Regions from separate parts of the Mus musculus genome. Here all the other regions are linked to region 1. Evidence: chromatin contacts called from public Hi-C and HiChIP or PLAC-seq data. All regions are on one chromosome and are shown on one strand. The core of a region is the stretch at or near the end of the contact, and the rest is flanking DNA. Distances in the headings are between cores, read along the strand shown. Region 1 has its middle 130 kb from the start of Gm39920. Region 2 has its middle 21 kb from the start of 4930583P06Rik. Region 3 has its middle 110 kb from the start of 4930583P06Rik. Region 4 has its middle 150 kb from the start of 4930583P06Rik. Region 5 has its middle 180 kb from the start of 4930583P06Rik.

Region 1 (3,623 bases), core at 645-3,144:
CAGGGAGAATTATCCAAAGCAGGACCCGTCAGAGGCCCAGATCACACTTACGCAGCTCTGTAGACACCTATGAGCATGGGAAGCAGGCACTTCTGTGTGTAGCTCCACTCCTCCCATATGATCTTCCGTGGTCCCTAAGGCTGCCCTAGACCAGCATCATAAACCAAAATAAATCCAGGCCATTATAATACTTGAATATTTTTTAAAATGTTTAAAATACAAGCAAGAATATAGGTAAATGTTTAGTTGATTCCATAACAGAAAACTCCATAGCAATGGAGAATAATTCGGAGGAAAAGAGAGATTTATTTATGTAGTAAGTGGCAAGGTTCATGGTGCTAGGGATTGAGAGTACACACTGCCCTTCGGCTTGACTTAATTTCTCCTCTCAACATCTTAGTTTTTCTTTGTTCCTTTATTTCTTTTCATCACGCCCTTCTGCCCTTCCACCACCCAGAAAATAGAGTGCCATTTGTGAGGATTTAGCTTTCCAGGAACAGCCTCTGGGGCTCAGAGGAAGGCCTAGACAGAAGAAAAACAAGACAAGCCTATGCCAGCAGGGTAGGGGCAGAAGGCCAGCGAACTCGGCCTCCTTAGGGCAAACATGGCGGCTGTTGATCTCACAGCTGCCAGCAGGGAAGAACATAGGTAAGAAAGCTGAATTCTGCCCAGTCAGTTTCCTGGGTTGTAGTTAGGACTTCTTAAAGCTCAAGTATGCCAGATCTTAACAATCAAGGGAGCTATTTAAAGCACAGCCTTCCTTAGTGATGTAACTACATTTGCAGTTCTTAAATAGGTGTGGGGTAGGAGAAAAGAAGAGTGCTCTGAAATCAGTCTGACCCCATGGGGCAAGGTCTTAAGCTTTTGGCTGGAAGAAGCTAGTGAGATAGGATACAGAGGCTCAGCTACCTCCCAGGGGTGGAAACCCTGCCTTATCTTACCTGCAGGAGTGATGGGGACTTATTTTCTCAGGGAACAGGAAACAGAGAACCAGGCTGATTAGGGCTGCTCTCCAGTCTAGCATAAGAAGGTAGCCAAAGAGGGGAAGATAACGCCAGACAACCTTGTCCTGAACAAGCCCAAGGACCCTGAGGATAGGGTGGGTGGGGTCAGGGGGTAATCAGTGACTTCGTTATACACGATTCCTCATGCCCTCCCTAAGATGAACTTCATTTCTCAGCTTCAGTCTATGTGCTCCCTCAGAAGGTACTATTCTTCTCACTTGGAGGAAAAGGGAGATGCAATGAGGCCGGATGAAGAGTCCTGAGCAGCATTCTCCCCCTCCATCCTGTCTCATTCAGCAGCTCAGAGCATGCACTGTAACTGAGGGCACAGTTACCATGGCACCAGGATGACCCAGGAAAACAGGCAGGCTCCAGACAGTGGTCAGCTCTGGAATGTGTTTAGAAGGAACTCTGTTAGCCTCATCCAGATTTCTAAAATTATCTTTGTCCTCAGAGATAACAGAAGAAGACCCAATTAACATTTGAACTGAATTGACCCTTGGAATTTCTGAAATTAGTTTATCATCAATGTTTCAATAAACATTTTCTTATCTAAGACTCTAGTATCAAAAACATAAATGATCCAAAACTTCTGCACAGGGAGCCAAGATATCAAGGTTTAAAGAGCAGGATGTAAGCTCTGAGTGGCAAGAGAAAATAGTGGATGAAAACCAGAGACAGAAAGGGCAGCAAAGAATTAACTGCCCTTGGGTATTTAAACAAGGCTTGCACTGGGGAAAGCTTGAAGGCTTAGGAAGAGGCAGAAATGGAGCAGGGCTCAAGATAAGCTGGATCCAGCTGATTCCTGGGAAGAATGGAAGAAGCAGAGGAGGGCAGAGCAGAGGAAACCAGCTGGCAATGTAAGACTAGGGCAGGGAAGGCTCCCGGCCAAGAATCCAGCAGCTCTTTCCAGGCAACAAGGAACATATTCTCCAGCTGAAGTCAGAGATAAAGTCCAGCCTTCCCGGGAGGAGTTGTTAACAGTAACTCCAACTTAAGGAGACAAGGAAGGGGCATTTTAGAGAGTGGGATGGGCATGAGCAAGGAATTTGTCACAAGGTCATTGTGACCCTGAGTAGAAGAGCAGTGTCTCGGTCACCAAGAGAGGGGACATTTAATGAAGCAATGGACTATAAGGATGACCTTATCCAAGTGTGGTCCTTTGCTGCAGACACCTCATGGAATGAGAAGCCAGTATCAGGGTCATTCCAGTGCAAGCTAATTGGCACGTAGGAAGGAATTGTTCTCACTATGTCAGCAGCCTAACTGATGCTTAATGGAAGCTAAACACCGGCTTTACTATTATTACAAACATAAAGCATACGGTTTGCCTACAGGGAAAAATAGAAAATACCCTGACTTCACAGGTAAGCAGGCATGTGCACACAGGAACACAAGAGTTAACAGAGCTTTACCATGTTTGTACACATGTGAAACGGACTCCAAGTGGCAAATAAGCATCATTCGTCTTGGCTAAATAGCTTCATACACTGTTTCAGAAGCACTGTCAAGCATCCTGACTTGGAATGCTTCACAGGTAAGCACCCATATCCCAACATGTGGCTGGCATAGGTGGTGCTGGGATTCGTCTCCTTAGCCACAATGAATGCAATCTCTAGCATCATCTTGATTGAGTTCAGGCAGCACAAGTGATTCCTTCCCCTAATTTATGGCCAAGACTCTTTTCCTGTGCTTTGGCCAACACTGATCTTTCCAGCTTTTCATATGTTCGGGAACATAGCGGTATCTAGCTTTTCCTAGTCTCTGCTTTTGGTTGCCCCACCTAGAGTTTGAGACATAAACACCAATCTGGGTTAAACAGCAGAATCACCGGCTCTGTCCCAGACTTCTCCAATCAGCACCTGTAAGTAGCACAGAGTTGGGTTGTTATCAATCAAGTCATCAATCAGTCTTGGTGGCAAGCCCCTTTACCTGCTCATCTACACGTCCTTTTGTAATTATATGGAACCATAGCAACCACAGAGTAAATAGGACATACTTTATTGACTTTAGTTAGAAAGTCCTTTTGACCAATCATGCTTAGGTGTTGTATGAATCAAACAACCATAGAGAGACAAGAAAATCCCTTTGTAACATTGTTTTACAAATGAGGTGACAAGGGACTGGAAGCCTTCCTAATATCTAAGGTCAAACCAGTGAAGTTTAGACACAACTGACGATGATCAAATGAACATGGTGACATCCTTAAAGACAGATGGTGACTCCCGATTATTTTGGAAAAGAAACTAGAAAACGTGCTCATGCTTAGGAAAGAGGCTCCGCTGCCTCATCCAGCCGTATTATTTTAAGATGTTGACTGTCTTTCATGCTGCTCACTCCAGGCAGTACCCTGGGTTGATCACTCCTGGTGCTGACCTCCAGATGCTGGCAGCGACAGAACCAGAGCAGTATCTTAAATTATCCTTCGGTCAAGTATGAATGAGAGAAACGTGTAATTTTAGTCAGCGTTTGTAACTGTTTTGTCCCAAAATAACTATGCCTAAAAGCATCCTTTACTCAGGCTATATTTTAAAATAGAAAAGGTGAATCCAAATTTTTCTCAGTTATTTTTTATTTTTCAGATTTATACAAGCCATTTTCAAAGCAGGAATGCCTAGC
Region 2 (3,623 bases), core at 637-3,136, 680 kb before region 1:
TAGTAATAATCATATAATCATTGGACTATTATTATCTTGAGGCTTTTTATTAAATCTCAGAATCTGTTTCATACAATATAAGTTATTTAGTTTGCTTGTTTGTTTGTTTGTGTGGTTGGTTGATTTTTCAAGGCATGTTTGTCTATGTAGTCTTGGCTGTCATGAAACTTACTCTATAAATCAGACTGGCCTTGAACTCAGAGATCTGATTGTCTGCCTCCCAAAGGCTGTGGTTAAAGCACATAACACTACCCAGAACAATGTGGCATTTTTGTCTCCCCAAACCTGTGTTTCATCTGTTGTAAATGCTTCCTTAGCTAATTTTGAACAAATAGTGTACATGGAAGAACTCGCCTTCCAGTTATATAAATCCAAAACAAACAAACAAACAAGCAAACGACAAAACCCCCAAACATAAAAAAAAATAATAATTGTCTCATTACACAAAAATTTTAGGCATGGAACAGAGAGTTGTCAAAGCATGACTCATGTGTATGTATATTCTACTGATGAATACTGATGACTGACCCACAACAGATATCTACAGAAGCCTGAGGGAAACATTCCTATTTTGGCTACCCTGCCACAAAGACTGCTAAATGCCATGAAAATAAATAAATAAAAAATCCCTTTATAATGGCTCTGAATGTACTCATTGTTGATAGTAATAACATGTATCTAGTGCCCTGGTAGCAGAATAACCTAAGGAAGTAAAACAGCAGCTGAGAAATGAAGGTTGTAATCAGCAGACATGGAGAAGAGAAGAAATTTTGTCAAGGTGATATGGACAAAAAGAGGGTACCTTCCTTGGAACTTGAAAAGGGAAGAAAACCAAGAGTTAGGGTGAGGGATGGAGGGAAACCAAGTGAGAGTGAGGTCTAAATCTTCTCCCTTCTATTGGAGGGTCCTCTTAGGAACAATGGCTAGGCTGTAGGTTGAATCCTTCAACCTATAAACTTACCCCATGTCTTCCTCCATCCTGAGTCTCCATGTCTTCCTCCATCCTGAGTCTCAGAGTTTCTTACCTAGATGAGCCACCATGAGGGTTAAAGCTTGCTTTCAACTGCTTAGAACTTTGACACTCAGCCACTATACTGAGACCTTGGATCGTTTGCACAAAGAAGAAAGAACAAACAAGGTCTCTATTTTTTTTTTTTTTTTTGAGTTAAACCCCTTAGTCACCTTGCCATCAGAACCCTCCAGGTGCCTACATGTGAGCATATTTTCTGAACCCGGCACTTGAAGTTGAGTGAGCAAAGTCAACCCGTGTCATCTGATCATAGCCCAGACTGGCTTCTGCTTTCTTCTCTGCCATAGAGAAGTTCGCCTCTTTTCACCTTTGCACTCACAGCTTGTACTCTGTGCCATTCTTCTGATTTTTAAGCTGTGGTTCATTGGTCTTGCCCCCTGAGATGAAAAGCAGATGGACCACAGTAAGTGTCTAACATTTAAAAACCTCAAGTCTCTAAGTGGTTCAAATGCTCTGAAAGCCCAAACTGGCTGGACCCCTAAAATGCTTCAAAGCAGAATCTGGGAAGAGAGAGGCATGAATGTGAAAGAAAGTTCAGGAAACTGGGTAGAAGAATCTGTGCAGACCTGCTCTTGGGTAGAAGGCTCTCAAGTGCACACTGGTTGGCTGTAGAGCCTTGAGCTTACCTCCTGGACCTGCCCCTCTCCCTTCCTTCAATTTCTTCCTTCCTCTCCATCTTTCTGCTCCCTTCCAAAGTCTGTTAGCTTCTATTGCATCAGCTCCTCTCCTCTTATCTCCAAGGATAGCCACTTGATTTATTTCTTCTTTTCAGTGTGCCTGCTAAACTGTGATGTTGGTGGATATCTTGTACGTTTCAGTCATTTTATCTTGTGTGTGAGCCAAGAGGATGATGTCATACCAGGCCATGGGAGACTGAAAGAGGAGTCAAATTCAGTTTCCCCACATTTCAGAAAAGAACTGGTCTATTGACCTAGTTACAGACCTAATTCTTAGAAGACAAAGAGAAGGATGTGGATTTACTTGCATAAGTCTGCTGAAAATTAAATGACCATGGACGCATGGCAAATATAATTTTATTCTACTAATAAGTTGTGTGGATGAGAATTTATAATGCATTGGAAATAATTTAAAAGACAATAGTCATTATATATTTATGCCCTATTGCATTAATAGGTGTGAAATGGGGAAAAGGAATGCTGCTTTGCTGTCAGTGGTGTGTGTGTGTGAGCCCAAGCTCATTCTATATTGAGTCTGAATCATTTAGATTACCTGTTCTAGCCATGCAGTTCTCCATGGTTTACACGAACAATTACAGACACAGGCTGTATAAAGAAGACATCTTCTTTAAAATGGGATTGAATGTTTTCAAACAGAAGACACCATTAACAAGCATATGTAAAATGGGCCAGTATTTTAGAAGTACCTGAACAGTTTTGTTGTTTTGTGTTGTTTTCAGAGACACAGGCTTAGTAGACAATGGAACACATGGATATTACATTCCAAGATTTGCATACTCTGCTCAGTTCCCTCATTCAGATCTCTTCTGCTCTTCCTTTGATGTTACCTACCAAGTAACTTCTCCTAACTTCCTTTTATTATCCCAACTGACCTGCATTTGAATATAGCTAATTCAGCTGACTACCTCATGCCAGTCTACTGAGCACAGCCAGAAGTCCACATCAGCACCCCCACTGCCCCCTGACCCACACACTCAGTCTGCCTTCTCCTTTTACAAACCAAATGCCAAACTGGTTTCACAATGGAGATGTTGCACAGAAAAGTTGGCTCCATCACAATGTCCACCCAGTGGTTATATGAATGGTTGTTTATAACTTGTGTTCAGCTTTCTGGCCAAGCACTGGTGTCGCCTAAAATTGCTACTGTGAGAAAACCAAAATGCTACTTCGTAAGCCCAAATTGTTCATCTGAGTTTTGGAAAACTGCTCTTCTTTCTGCAGAGCTTGCTAAAGAAAGATAAACAACTCTCCACAGACAATGGAATCGGGGGAGAGTGGCTCTCTATTAGGTTACTTGTTGCTGTGGAGATGGGCAGAAATGTGTACTTAAAAGGTGCCTGCCTTGCTGTGAGGTAAAATATGTTAAATAACAGCAGTCCCCACAAATTCCTCTGTTGACCCCTTGTGGATATGTGACTCAGAAATTAAACAGCTTCTGGTTTCTCCCATGATGGAATCAGGGGCATGATTTAGATATGAAGTCATCTATTGTTTCTCTATTACAGTGATAATTTAAACAAACACCCGGTCTTAAAATAGTAATTGGTTCCTGATCTCTGATGATCAGTGACCTTACTTTCTACTATATTTCTTTTGCCTTCTGCAATTCAACTTCCAAAGTATCAATATATGAAGAGAAATTGAAAGCCTAGGGATATGCAGGATTTGTATCTTGGGGTAAAATACAATCGTAAATAATTTATTTGACTTGCCTGAAATTATTAAATTTCAGATGAACAAATTAATAATAAAATCTTTGCAGGAAGATAGTAATAATCTAATTTTCCATTTAGCCTGAACTTTGAATCAAATATATAACTTATTCAGTGATAATAAATTTATTTCTTAATAACATGAAATGATTTCAGGGGTTGGCTGTCAGATTGGAGCCATCA
Region 3 (3,623 bases), core at 479-2,978, 590 kb before region 1:
CAAGTTATAATTAAAGTCTTGGGCCAGTTAATGTGGGCAGATGGTCAGAAAATTACTTCATTGGTAATGTTTTAATTTGTAATCAAACAATAGCTATGAATCTAAAAAGTCAATAGATTCGTATATACTTAAATGTTGATGAGATAGATCACACCTACTTTACTTTAAAACTATATAAAATTAATGTTTATGTTCTCTGTATTATTACATATCAGGTCCCTAGAAGTCTTTAATGACAAGCTACCCAAGCATCTGTTTGCATAGGCACTGGAAACAACTGCTATAGTTCTGCCTAGGCTGTTCTCCTGGGATTGTGGATGTGTGGACTCTTCTTTACAGGGATAGCACATCATGAATCCTTGGTAGTGATATGGTCTGTACAATATCCTCTTGGTCATTGTGTGTCTGCATCACTGGCTTTTCTAGGTGGGTTTTTTTCACCCCTTTTGAAAAAACAGAGCTGAGTAGATCGCATCCATACTGTGATGATGTTCTACAGACCCCATTCTTTATATTTAATTTATTTCCTATCAGGTTAGAGGCCAAGTTAATCACACAGTAAAGATCAGGGGTAGGTTTAAGTCTAGATTAATTTAAACCAGCCAGTCTCTCCCCAGAATACTCCTAAAATTCTTGCCAGAGATGCACAATTGCCAGGAGAAACTCAAATACAAAGGAGATAGTTATTTCATCTGAGAAAGGATTCAGTCAGTAATAAAACAAGGGGGGAAAGTACAAGACATCCAAGATAGAGCCTCCAGTGACAGGAAACTCCATCTCCAGCATGTTGGAGCAAGTCTTTATGATCCATCTGGGGAGGTGCAAAAAGGCAAGTGGCTCACACAGGGGGGCTGAACTTGGAAGAACAAAGGGATATAGAAAGCAAGAAGGCAGAGAACACATTGGGAGAGTTGTATGTCTGTTAGAGATTGGAGGAAGACAGTGGCTTTAGAAACAGGGGAAGGAATGTATGGAAGACATACAGAAGAGGAATGTAATGACTTGGCAGAATAAAGAAACAAGTTAATACAGCTTTCCCAGGAGTCAGGACAAAGAGTCCACAGAGTGTTGTTATCAGCAGTAAAGCCAAACAAAAGGACAGGGAAGTGGATGCTCGTAGCAAGTCAGACATCAGGAGTTTGTAATGATCTTGGTGCTGGCTGTATTTCACTTACTATTGGCAAGAAATCAGTGTGACAACAGGCCAGAGTCAGTTAGAAATATTGACCTGAGGATTGTGCTGGAATGTATATATGCAAGTATGTACTGAGTGGGGTCTTGAGAGTTGGCTTGAAAGAAATAGCTCTAAGGAAAATACCACACAACTTTGGAAGAGAATGATCTCTCATGCCTGAGAAATGGCCACTTTGTAAGAGTTAACTTCAACTGACATCAACCTAAAAAGTAGGGTATAATAGTTCTGAAGACAAAAGCCCTGGGAGATGGTGTTAAATGATGTTTGATCAATACTGTGTGTAGGTAGGTCTTCTGGATGGTCAGCCCAGGAGGCAACAGAATGATTTAGAATATTTGGATTCAGATGTTTTAGCTCCTGATAAGAAGGCAGGAAAATAAAATTAGAATTGTCAACACTGTTCAAGGAACCTGCTGGGGTGCTCCACAGCTAGCAGCCATGGTTCTAATTCCTTCCTGACCTTTAGGAGTCCAAGCACTATAACTGAACTGACCTGTTTGTCATTGCCTCATGTGTGATTTGCTCTTTCTCTTTGCCTTTGAAATGCCACCACCCCTCTGACACTCTGCCTGACACCTTTTCATAGCTGCCCTGGGAGATTAATCTTAAATATTGTCCTGTCAGACACCTACTTTGCATAATATTATTTTTATCCCTTTACCAGCCTCAGTTCTTTTATGTGTATGAATCCTGTCACCTCTGTAGATCACAAGTCCTTCCAGAAAGATATGTCTAGGTCCTAAGAAGTTATTTATAATCCATACACATAATAGTTTCCATCTTATGATTGGCATTAAATAAAAGAAGCATCAGGAAAAGCTAGAGATAGAAGAGCAAATCATGTTGAAAAGAAACTACAGTGAGCACAAAATCAGAATCAAGAAGTGTACGGTTTATGCTGGAAGCATGAAAACAAACAAGGCGCACTAGGAAGTGACCAGATGAAATGTTCTTGTCACAGCATGCACCATGAACGATATGTTAACTCCTATAGAGGAATGTAGACACAATGTCATTTATATAATAGCTTGATATACCATTTGTCTTTTAAATGTTTATAGGCAGAAGTTTCAAAGCACACAGCTGTCTTTTCAACCATAGATAGTGCATGATTTTTGGCAACAGCAGATCCCAGCTGACTCAGAAAAACTGGCCTTAGAAGATTCTATATACCTAAGTGTTTTATGGAATCAGAGCCAGTAGGTTTTATTTTTTAATGAGGTTTATTTGAATATGTTCCAAACCACAATATATTTGAATATCTGTTCACAGGAAACATTTCAATCCAAAAAGTGAAATGGAGAAAGCACTTGTAGTCTACCCAGTGCTGATTCCCATATGGTTGGGATGGATGGAGGATGCGTGGGACTTCTATCTCCACACTGCGAGGTCTCTTGGGACACAACATTCCTAAATGTACTATGATATTATTATAACTCTGATGATTATCTATGTTTTAAACTCACAAATTATGAGTGTTTTCCCCATACAAGCACAATTTCTCACATTATAAAAGCAACTAAAAGCCACCCTAACTTGACTCAGTATATTTTAAAGTAGATATCACAGGAGTTTCTAGTGAGTGTTATACCATGTCATTATACACTGACAACATCTCCCTTAAGAAATCTCTCTTGAAATCTATCATTCAGGTGATGCACAATAACTTCTCTAAGTAACTGTTTCCAAGGCTGTGACCTACATGGTGATCTTGGAGACATTTTAAGCCTAATATTTCTTCTTTACCAGTCTGCTGTGTAGCTTTTTCTGGGAAAATGTTGCAGAACATCTACTTGTCTCAGAGAGGACACTAATGGCAGACCCAAAGCTAGCTTAATGAAGCAGTGAGTTTGCACAGTTTATTTATAAAAGTGTGGTAAAGAATTACTTACAAGAACATGAGCGACTCAGAACTCTTGACCCCAGCCCAAGTCATGCCATCCAAAGACCGCATTCCCAAAATGCTGCACCAGATTGAGACAACTGGGCTAGGAGGAGGGTATCACCATCTGGATAGGCTTGGGGGTCGGGACCTAATAAATCTTGTATATTTCAGGAACTTCCTGAACCTTGTAAATGTTATTTTTCTAAGTCTCTGCCTTCTTTTGAGGAAGAGATGCTTCAAATTCAAAGGAAATATCTACACAATAAGGTCCCTGCTTATAAGAGAGCCTAGACTAAGATGTCACATTGGAAGGATAGCTTACCATGAGTGGCATAGACATGGACGGCCTCTTTTGTCTGCAGGTAGAAAAGGCTTTATCCCTATTTCTTCTGCTTGGAAGAAAGGAGTGGCTGGAGACCCTGGCTCCTGACACCTGCTTTCTGTCAACAACTGGTCATATGACCTGTATCATTCAATCTCCATGTGTCTTTCTTTTTACTTAGATTCAAGTATGGATTGAGGATGATCACATGTGTCATCAAT
Region 4 (3,623 bases), core at 381-2,880, 550 kb before region 1:
GAGCTCTTGACTCTAGATGCATATGTATCAAAAGATGGCCTAGTCGGCCATCACTGGAAAGAGAGGCCCATTGGACTTGCAAACTTTATATCCCCCAGTACAGGGGAACGCCAGGGCCAAAGTGTAGGAGTGGGTGGATAGGGGAGGGGGGGGAGGTCATGGGGGACTTTTGGGATAGCATTGGAAATGTAAATAAGGAAATACCTAATAAAAATATTAAAAAAAACAAAAAAATTTTAAAAAATGTTTTCAGGGGAGCAGGGCGGGGGGAGGATATAGGGGACTTTTGGGATAATATTTGAAATATTAATGAAGAAAATATCTAATAAAAAGTATTAAAAAAAGAATCTGTGTGACACCAATCTTGTCTGTGTCTTGATTTCTTACTAGTTTCACATTTTTCACACCCCACTCCAAAAACCAATAGCACTTATGTAAGAAAGTTTTTTTTTAATTTAATTTTTTTTTTTAGCAATAAATGGGACATCTTGGGGAAGTGAGCTAGGTGGAGAATTGGGTGCTAAAATTGTCAAAAGGTGACAAAAGTTGAAGAAATTACTGAAGTGAAGTTCTACAGGCTATGGTAGGGTAAAGCCCTGACATGTTTACAGCTTCACAGTGCTTTCTTCCCAAAAAATAGTTTTCCTGGAGAAAGAGTTTCCAAGTGCATCTTTGCTTTCTCTGGCAAATCCCTGTCATTTGAAGGTGAGTGTGGATGAAAGTAGAGAATCCTCTGTTCCTCAGAGTGATGGAAGCTCACAGAAAGAGACAGACCAGGGTCATCCTAAGAGAAAATCAAATACTTTACCCTCAAGGGTGATGGCAGAGTGGAAGAAGAGGTAGCCAGTCATTGGTGGAAAAGAATAGTGGCCTTGTCTGCCCAGAGCTTGCAGACCTGTTCTCACTGGGTCTTTCTTCTCAGCTGCTTAGATAGGGATTTGGTTCCAGTCCAAAACAGGGCTGGATAAAGCAGGCATTTCCCAGGGGACCTCTGGTAATACCAGGCCCAATGAAGTCAGCATAACTTGATTCTGTAACTTGGCCAAGGAGGACCCTGGGCCAAGAATCACCACGGCCAACCCAGGTATGGAAAGCTTTGCATCACTGATGTCTATAAGCATCCTGAAGAAAAGACCATCTCTAACTGCTTTCTCATAGCTCCCTAGGACATCTATATGTAAAGCAGAGATTTGTACCAACTAGGCTTCTTTGTCAAATATCAGCTTGAATATTTCATGCATTAGAGAATTGGGGTTAATGCGCAAAAAAATGATTCTTATGAAATAAAACTATTGAAATATGCCTCTGAATGCATTTCAGAACCATGTCTCCCAGGCTTCCTGGAGTCGCCTGGAAGGAAAAGGTTTGCTCTGATCATATGCAAATTATGGAAGGAAAAATATGCCTACACTGTTAAAAACTTATCATAGTTTTTCTTTCCTTTGACCCAGAAACTCCTTCTCTTTTAGTCTCTTAAACATCTATTAGTACCCAGTTTATGAAAGTGGCTTTGCTGTCTTCCAATTCTGCTGTGTCTCTGGGGAAAACTTTCTGGCAAGCCCATGGGGTCTGAGAAGCATGCTTCTCCCAGCTGGTCCAGAAAGCCGGAAACCTGGAAGGCCAGCCCCAGACTGTCTGGCAAAGCTGTAAGGGAAGGAGAAGCTTAACTCCTGACTGGCTGGACCCAGGAAGCTGGGGTATTCCTTTCTCTTTGCTCATGAAGCAGAATAAAAGGTCAGAGATTCTGGCTTAGCTCCTGTCAGCTTGTCATTTTGCTGATGTTCTCCTAGAGTGCGCTGTATGCAGAACAGGCTGGGGGCTTCTTGGGACAAGCTCAAGGTGAGTCAGAGACAGACAGAACTTCCTGGTTACCACTGCACTTACAATCCCTTAGCCAGAACCTCTCCTCTTTAAATTCAGAGAAGTCATTAAATGACCTATTAATTAAAGAGTGCTGTGGAAAACAAATTGCAAAACATGTTCATTTCTAAACAATGCAAACTTTTTTGCACAAGAACCAGATGCCACTGATTCTTAAACTTTGCCCATGCATACATTTGTACATACATACATACATATATACACATACATACATACATACATACATACATACAAAAAAAGTTACATGACTACAAAAGTCACCTTAAAATCTGAATCTTCAGTAGGTGAGATCCCTTGATGTACAAGCCTGAAGACCTCAGCTTGAGCCTCCAGCACCCATGAAACAAGTTGAGCACAACTGTACAGACTGTAACCTCAGTTTTGGGGGCGGGGGATAGAGGTGAGCAGATCCTGAGAGCTTGCAAGTCAACCAGCCTAGCCCCAGATGACTAGCTTCTGCTTCAGGGAGAGACCCTATCTCAAGGCAAAGGGCAGGAGCAATAGAAAAAGTTACCTCATATCCTCTTGTAGCATCCATTTGAGCATGCATGCACAACATGCACACACACAAAAACAAATGAATTCCTCTTAGGAATATGCAGCTTCTCTGTAGTAGGTCCCAGCTTTATTAAAGCATTTAATACATGTGCCTACTGCTACATGCAAAGAAATAAAAAAACCTTAATCATTTTTGTTTGTTTTCTTAAGACTTAATAAAATTCAGAGGCCAAGAAAATAGAACCCACAAAAAAATGGTCCATCTGCCTTTCTGATGCAAGACCCCTTTGTAATTATGCAGGGTACAATGATGAATTATGGGAAATGATCTTTGAAAGAAAGGGACCCATGGGTCCTTTCCTGGGGAAGTGTGGTCTTCTGCCATGTGTCTAGTAGACATATATATGTTCTGGGTGACACAGCTCCAGGATAGGGGAATCCCCATCACTGTGGATCTGTGTGAAGCAGAATCTTTTTGTTGGATAGGAATCACAATCAAGAAACCCAACAACTAACCACAGGCATGTTCTGGAGAACATCATTCTCACTTTTCTGGTGAGGAAGTATAAATCCCAGAGCAGCTAAACCTGTCACAGAACATCCTAAGGACTGTTCAAATGCTAGCACTCTGGCCTGAGAGTCCTGATAGCGTTATCTGACGTGTATGCTTGTCTGTCCTGTATCCCTTGATCACTTCCTTTACTGGCTGCTTGTATGTTTATGTAGGCAACCTCAACACCAGCCAGTCTCCAGAACTCAAGCCTTATTCCTGAATTAAGCAAGTATTCATGATTTAAATCACTGTAAGAAAGCCTGTGAGTCCTGGTAAGGAGGAATGCAGGGCAGATAGAGTTCAGTAGGAGTGGAGGCTGGAAGACAGGAAGTTGAAAGCGTCCCAGGTCATGCTAAGTTGGGTAATACTTTTAAATCAGTTTCTGTCAATGAATTCAAAAAAGTATTTCTACCATCAGAGTTTGGAGTTACATATTAGGTTACTTCTGCTTCAGTTTCCTCCCTTCTAAACATGATACTGATACTTCTAACTCATTATATCTTCAACATAGCATGTGGCCCCATTCTTTCATTCATTGCTTATTTATGAAGTAGCCTTGGCAGATCTAAGACAGAAGCCCTTTTAAGAATACTTTCCTCCCCTCTAGTTGTTCATAGCAATGCAGGTAGAGGGTTTCAACAGAATGCATCCCCCTGGCCATCCTGCAAAAGCATGGGGCTCACACAAGGTG
Region 5 (3,623 bases), core at 597-3,096, 520 kb before region 1:
GCAGGAAAGGTTTTCCCTAGGAGGAGAATGTGTATCTTTGCTGTAATCTCAGCTAGGACACACTGAGGTCACCAGGCAGAGGCATGGAGGAAAGGCAGGCTTCCAGTGGTCGAGCACACTAGCGGCCAGGAAAATGACCAATCAATTCAGAAAAAAGGATCTGGGCAACTTTACCTGTGAGCACGAGGGCACTAAGACACGGGGAAGGAAAGGGCATGAGTCTGGATGAATGAAGGCACTGCAAGGCAATCAGCTGTGTGTCACACTATAGGATGCGCAGCATCTTCAGTGTATGTGTGAGGGCAGAATAGGCTCTTAAGCCTATACCACAGCCAATGGCCTATGAGACAGGAGTCAACACAAATCAACATGAAAGTCAACACAAATGCGAAAGCAATGGATACCTTTAATAAAATAGTTGGCCGAGATCTTTCATAGAAAGCAATGTCCAAGTACAAAGCCAACAAAAGGTACTATGAGGTAATGTGAACATGTCCTATGTAATAACCAGTAAGTACTACAGCATCCATGTCTATATATGTAATGATGATTCATTTATTATATAGACAATGTTAATGTTCTCAGCATAAGCATACAAAAAAACCCAAAAAAAAACAAAGAAAGGTTCAGAATGTCTAATTTATTCCCAGAAAGCTTAGCAACCAAACCAAAATCATGGCAGAGATCATGCATATACATCCATTCACACATAAAAGGAAAATAAATACATACAGCAAGTTGCTAATAATCCGTGGCTGGAGGTCAAGGTTATACATATCCACAATTTTTATTAGATTTTCTTGAAGCTCTTGTGTTATTTTGAAAGTCTCATAAATAAAACCTGCCGGGAGAGAGAGAACAGAGGGAGGCGGTGGGACTGATCAGGAGGAGTTGGGGAATCATCACTGGGCAACGTCGTTCCCTGGGGACTCTGGAAACAGGATGGAAATGCCCTCGGGATTTGGATCTTTGGACACTACACCAGAGAAAAGGATTCAGAATCTCATAGCCGTGGGAATCAAAAGTGAGCAGGAAGCATGAGAAAGAATCTCCTTTTCCTTATTTTATCCCCTGGGCCAGGCAGCTCTGAGAACGTGACCCTAGACCACTGCACTACACATTCTGGGTCTCAAGGGAGCCCCACATCAGAATTTAAATATCTTCAATGCCGAGTGTTATCACTTTGCTTCAAAATCCCTAAGCATCTCAATCTTCTCTCCAGAGGGGGTACCATCAGGTTTGTTTTCTCTTTCCCTAGATCCACCAAATCTCTTGCCTTCTTGTGAGATGTTTGGAATCCTTCTGTGTCTATAGTGGCATCAGAGAGACCTTGCTAAATTTAGCCCAGTTGCTAATTAGGAACAGAGGACATGTAAAGCTCGAGGCTTAAAGACAAGCCTTGGCGGTATTCCAAGACGTGGAATCAAGTCGTCATTTCGACTAGAAGAAAATGCAAGGATGGAGTATTACCTTGGTGACTGTCTTACTCATGTTGGAATGATCATTCCCAGGTCTCCTAAAATGTGTGAGTGTGAGCACGGTGTTAACTATCCTGCTTCCCTTCCAGCAGCCCCTGCTGTCTCCCTTGTGAAATGAAAAGGCAGTAAGGGTGAGCCAGGGAGGGGCAGGGTTGAGAAACTGTATGTTGACTCTACACAGGAAGCTGTTATTGTACGGAGGACTGCGTGTAATGAATGACAGGCTACCCCAATTGAGAAGAGGCACAGACTCCCCTGGAGTCCCATTGCCCCAGTTGCCATATTTGCATCGCTGTAGATCCAGTCAGTGGCTGCAACCACAATAGCTACACTTATCCTCTAATCCAACAGAAAGTAGGTCTTTCAAGTCAGACTTCGGCATCTACACAGCTGTGTCCAATGCTACAGAGCTGCTAGTATTTAAACCAAGAAGGGTGCAGTGCCTGAGACATTTGTCACTCCAAGGTCACAATCCTTTAACCAAAATAACTTGAAAAGGGTATTGTTCTCTCTTGGAGCCATGTGCACTATCCTGGGGCACTAGCAGGGCTCAGGAAACTGCTATGCTCTGCCATTTCTTCCTTCTTTTTGTGGATATCACCGTATTTGTTGTGCTGATGAAGAGCTTGTTAGGGAAATAAAACAGGGTAGGTTTGAAAAGAAAAGCTCAGGAATTAGAAGGACTAGTCAAGATAGGAGCTGCTGCAGTTACTGGCTGTCTAAGAAGTCCTTCAAGGCCACAGCCCAGCTGTGCCCCTACCTGGGACCCTCCACATACTCCCCTACCCAAGACTAGCTGCTGTAGCCCTGCCCTCCTGCCTGGGTTGCTTGCTAAGAGATGCAGCAGAGAGGAAAGGACTTGGTACATTGGAGCCAGGCTTGCCACTCCAGTCCTGCTTGCGGGCCTGCCTGTGGAGGCGTATTTATCACAAAATAAGAAAACAGTGATAGCCTAGAACTGGCTGTTTGTTCAACTCCAACTTGAATGATAACAAAGATTAAATCTTCATTTCCAATTCTTTCATGCCAAGGCGGTTATATTTAAGGGCCAAATATGTGCACCATATGTCATACTGTAGCTTGACAATTACCTCAATAGGCAGTGTCAGACAGATGGTGAACATTACTACCAGGCACACATACATTCAGAATTAAACATTTAAATAAATTCAGGCCTGTCTCAGGCTTATTAAAGGGATTTTTGTCTATAAAGCCATTTGGGGCATCTGCATATGCTAAAGTGTTTTTTGTATCTTGAGTAGATTTGGGTGGACTCTAGTTCCTTCCGGCTGCAGATGGCAAGCACTTTTGCCTGCTCTTGAAGACCTGTACCTACAATTAGGCTACGGGTGGCACTGAAGCCACCTGTAGAGATTTCAGTGTCAATGGTTAATATCACAACCATGCATTCCAGACGATGAAATGATAGGAAGTTGTCTGTAGGGATCAAGAGACACCTTTCTTTTTCTTTTTCTTCTTTTTTAATTAGATGTTTTCTTCATTTACATTTCAAGTGTTATCCCCTTTCCTAGCATCCTTTCCGAAAATCCCCTATAACTTCCCCCTCCCCCTGCTCCCCAACCCATGAACTCCCACTTCCTGTCCCTGGCATTCCCCTATACTGGGGTATAGAATCTTCAAAAGACCAAAGGCCTCTCTTCCCAATGATGGCCAACTAGGCCATCTTCTGCTACATATGCAGCTAGAGACACAAGCTCTCAGGGTACTGTTTAGTTTACATAGCTGTTCCTCCTATAGGGCTTCAGTTCCTTGGGTACTTTCTCTAGCTCCTCCATTGGGGGTCCTGTGTTCCATCCAATAGATGACTGTGAGCATCCATTTCTGTATTTGCCAGGCACTGCATAGCCTCACAGGAGACAGTATATCAGGGTCCTGTCAGCAAATCTTGTTGGCATATGCAATAGTGCCTGGGTTTGGTGACTGTTTCTGGGATGAATCCCAGGGTGGGGAAGTCTCTGAATGGTCCTTCCTTTTGTCTCAGCTCTGAACTTTGTCTCTGTCGCTCCTTCCATGGGTATTTTGTTCCCTATGTAAGGAGGAATGAAGTATTCACACTTTCGTCTTCCTTCTTCTTGAGTTTTATGTGTCTTGAAAATTGTATCTTGGGTATTTTAAGTTTCTGGG

What was found. A called contact is a pair of places that touch in the nucleus more often than the background predicts. HiChIP or PLAC-seq counts read pairs in DNA pulled down with a chosen protein or histone mark.
Region 2: a contact with region 1 is called in a Hi-C map of the N1E-115 cell line, with 3 times the contacts expected there. The contact joins two enhancer-like sites. A contact is called at or near these places in 2 of 484 Hi-C or Micro-C datasets (the N1E-115 cell line and adipose-derived mesenchymal stem cells), 1 of 115 datasets of contacts at active chromatin or transcription factors (heart atrium) and 1 of 9 other capture datasets (embryonic stem cells).
Region 3: an H3K27ac HiChIP or PLAC-seq map of heart atrium shows a contact between it and region 1, with 15 times the contacts expected there. The contact joins two enhancer-like sites. A contact is called at or near these places in 1 of 15 datasets of contacts at CTCF or cohesin (large pre-B cells), 17 of 484 Hi-C or Micro-C datasets (the C2C12 cell line, the N1E-115 cell line, adipose-derived mesenchymal stem cells and 9 more) and 1 of 115 datasets of contacts at active chromatin or transcription factors (heart atrium).
Region 4: an H3K27ac HiChIP or PLAC-seq map of heart atrium shows a contact between it and region 1, with 7 times the contacts expected there. The contact joins two enhancer-like sites. A contact is called at or near these places in 1 of 15 datasets of contacts at CTCF or cohesin (pro-B cells), 1 of 484 Hi-C or Micro-C datasets (the N1E-115 cell line) and 1 of 115 datasets of contacts at active chromatin or transcription factors (heart atrium).
Region 5: a contact with region 1 is called in an H3K27ac HiChIP or PLAC-seq map of neural progenitor cells, with 7 times the contacts expected there. The contact joins two enhancer-like sites. A contact is called at or near these places in 1 of 15 datasets of contacts at CTCF or cohesin (large pre-B cells), 1 of 484 Hi-C or Micro-C datasets (myocytes) and 3 of 115 datasets of contacts at active chromatin or transcription factors (embryonic stem cells, neural progenitor cells and stem cell-derived neural progenitor cells).

The regions. Positions count from the first base shown.
Region 1 is chr2:124,918,622-124,922,244 of GRCm38.p6, forward strand. No RefSeq gene overlaps it. Among named protein-coding and RNA genes, the nearest start is that of Gm39920, 130 kb to the left of the region's middle. Within about 2 kb of position 1,895, at least 37 of the 459 cell types and tissues checked have an H3K27ac peak or open chromatin away from gene starts, as enhancers often do. A contact at or near this core is called in the N1E-115 cell line, heart atrium and neural progenitor cells, where this site is marked.
Region 2 is chr2:124,241,990-124,245,612 of GRCm38.p6, forward strand. It overlaps a transcript of Sema6d not described here. Among named protein-coding and RNA genes, the nearest start is that of 4930583P06Rik, 21 kb to the left of the region's middle. Within about 2 kb of position 1,887, at least 24 of the 459 cell types and tissues checked have an H3K27ac peak or open chromatin away from gene starts, as enhancers often do. A contact at or near this core is called in the N1E-115 cell line, where this site is marked.
Region 3 is chr2:124,328,858-124,332,480 of GRCm38.p6, forward strand. It overlaps a transcript of Sema6d not described here. Among named protein-coding and RNA genes, the nearest start is that of 4930583P06Rik, 110 kb to the left of the region's middle. Within about 2 kb of position 1,729, at least 8 of the 459 cell types and tissues checked have an H3K27ac peak or open chromatin away from gene starts, as enhancers often do. A contact at or near this core is called in heart atrium, where this site is marked.
Region 4 is chr2:124,368,556-124,372,178 of GRCm38.p6, forward strand. It overlaps a transcript of Sema6d not described here. Among named protein-coding and RNA genes, the nearest start is that of 4930583P06Rik, 150 kb to the left of the region's middle. Within about 2 kb of position 1,631, at least 30 of the 459 cell types and tissues checked have an H3K27ac peak or open chromatin away from gene starts, as enhancers often do. A contact at or near this core is called in heart atrium, where this site is marked.
Region 5 is chr2:124,402,790-124,406,412 of GRCm38.p6, forward strand. It overlaps a transcript of Sema6d not described here. Among named protein-coding and RNA genes, the nearest start is that of 4930583P06Rik, 180 kb to the left of the region's middle. Within about 2 kb of position 1,847, at least 25 of the 459 cell types and tissues checked have an H3K27ac peak or open chromatin away from gene starts, as enhancers often do. A contact at or near this core is called in neural progenitor cells, where this site is marked.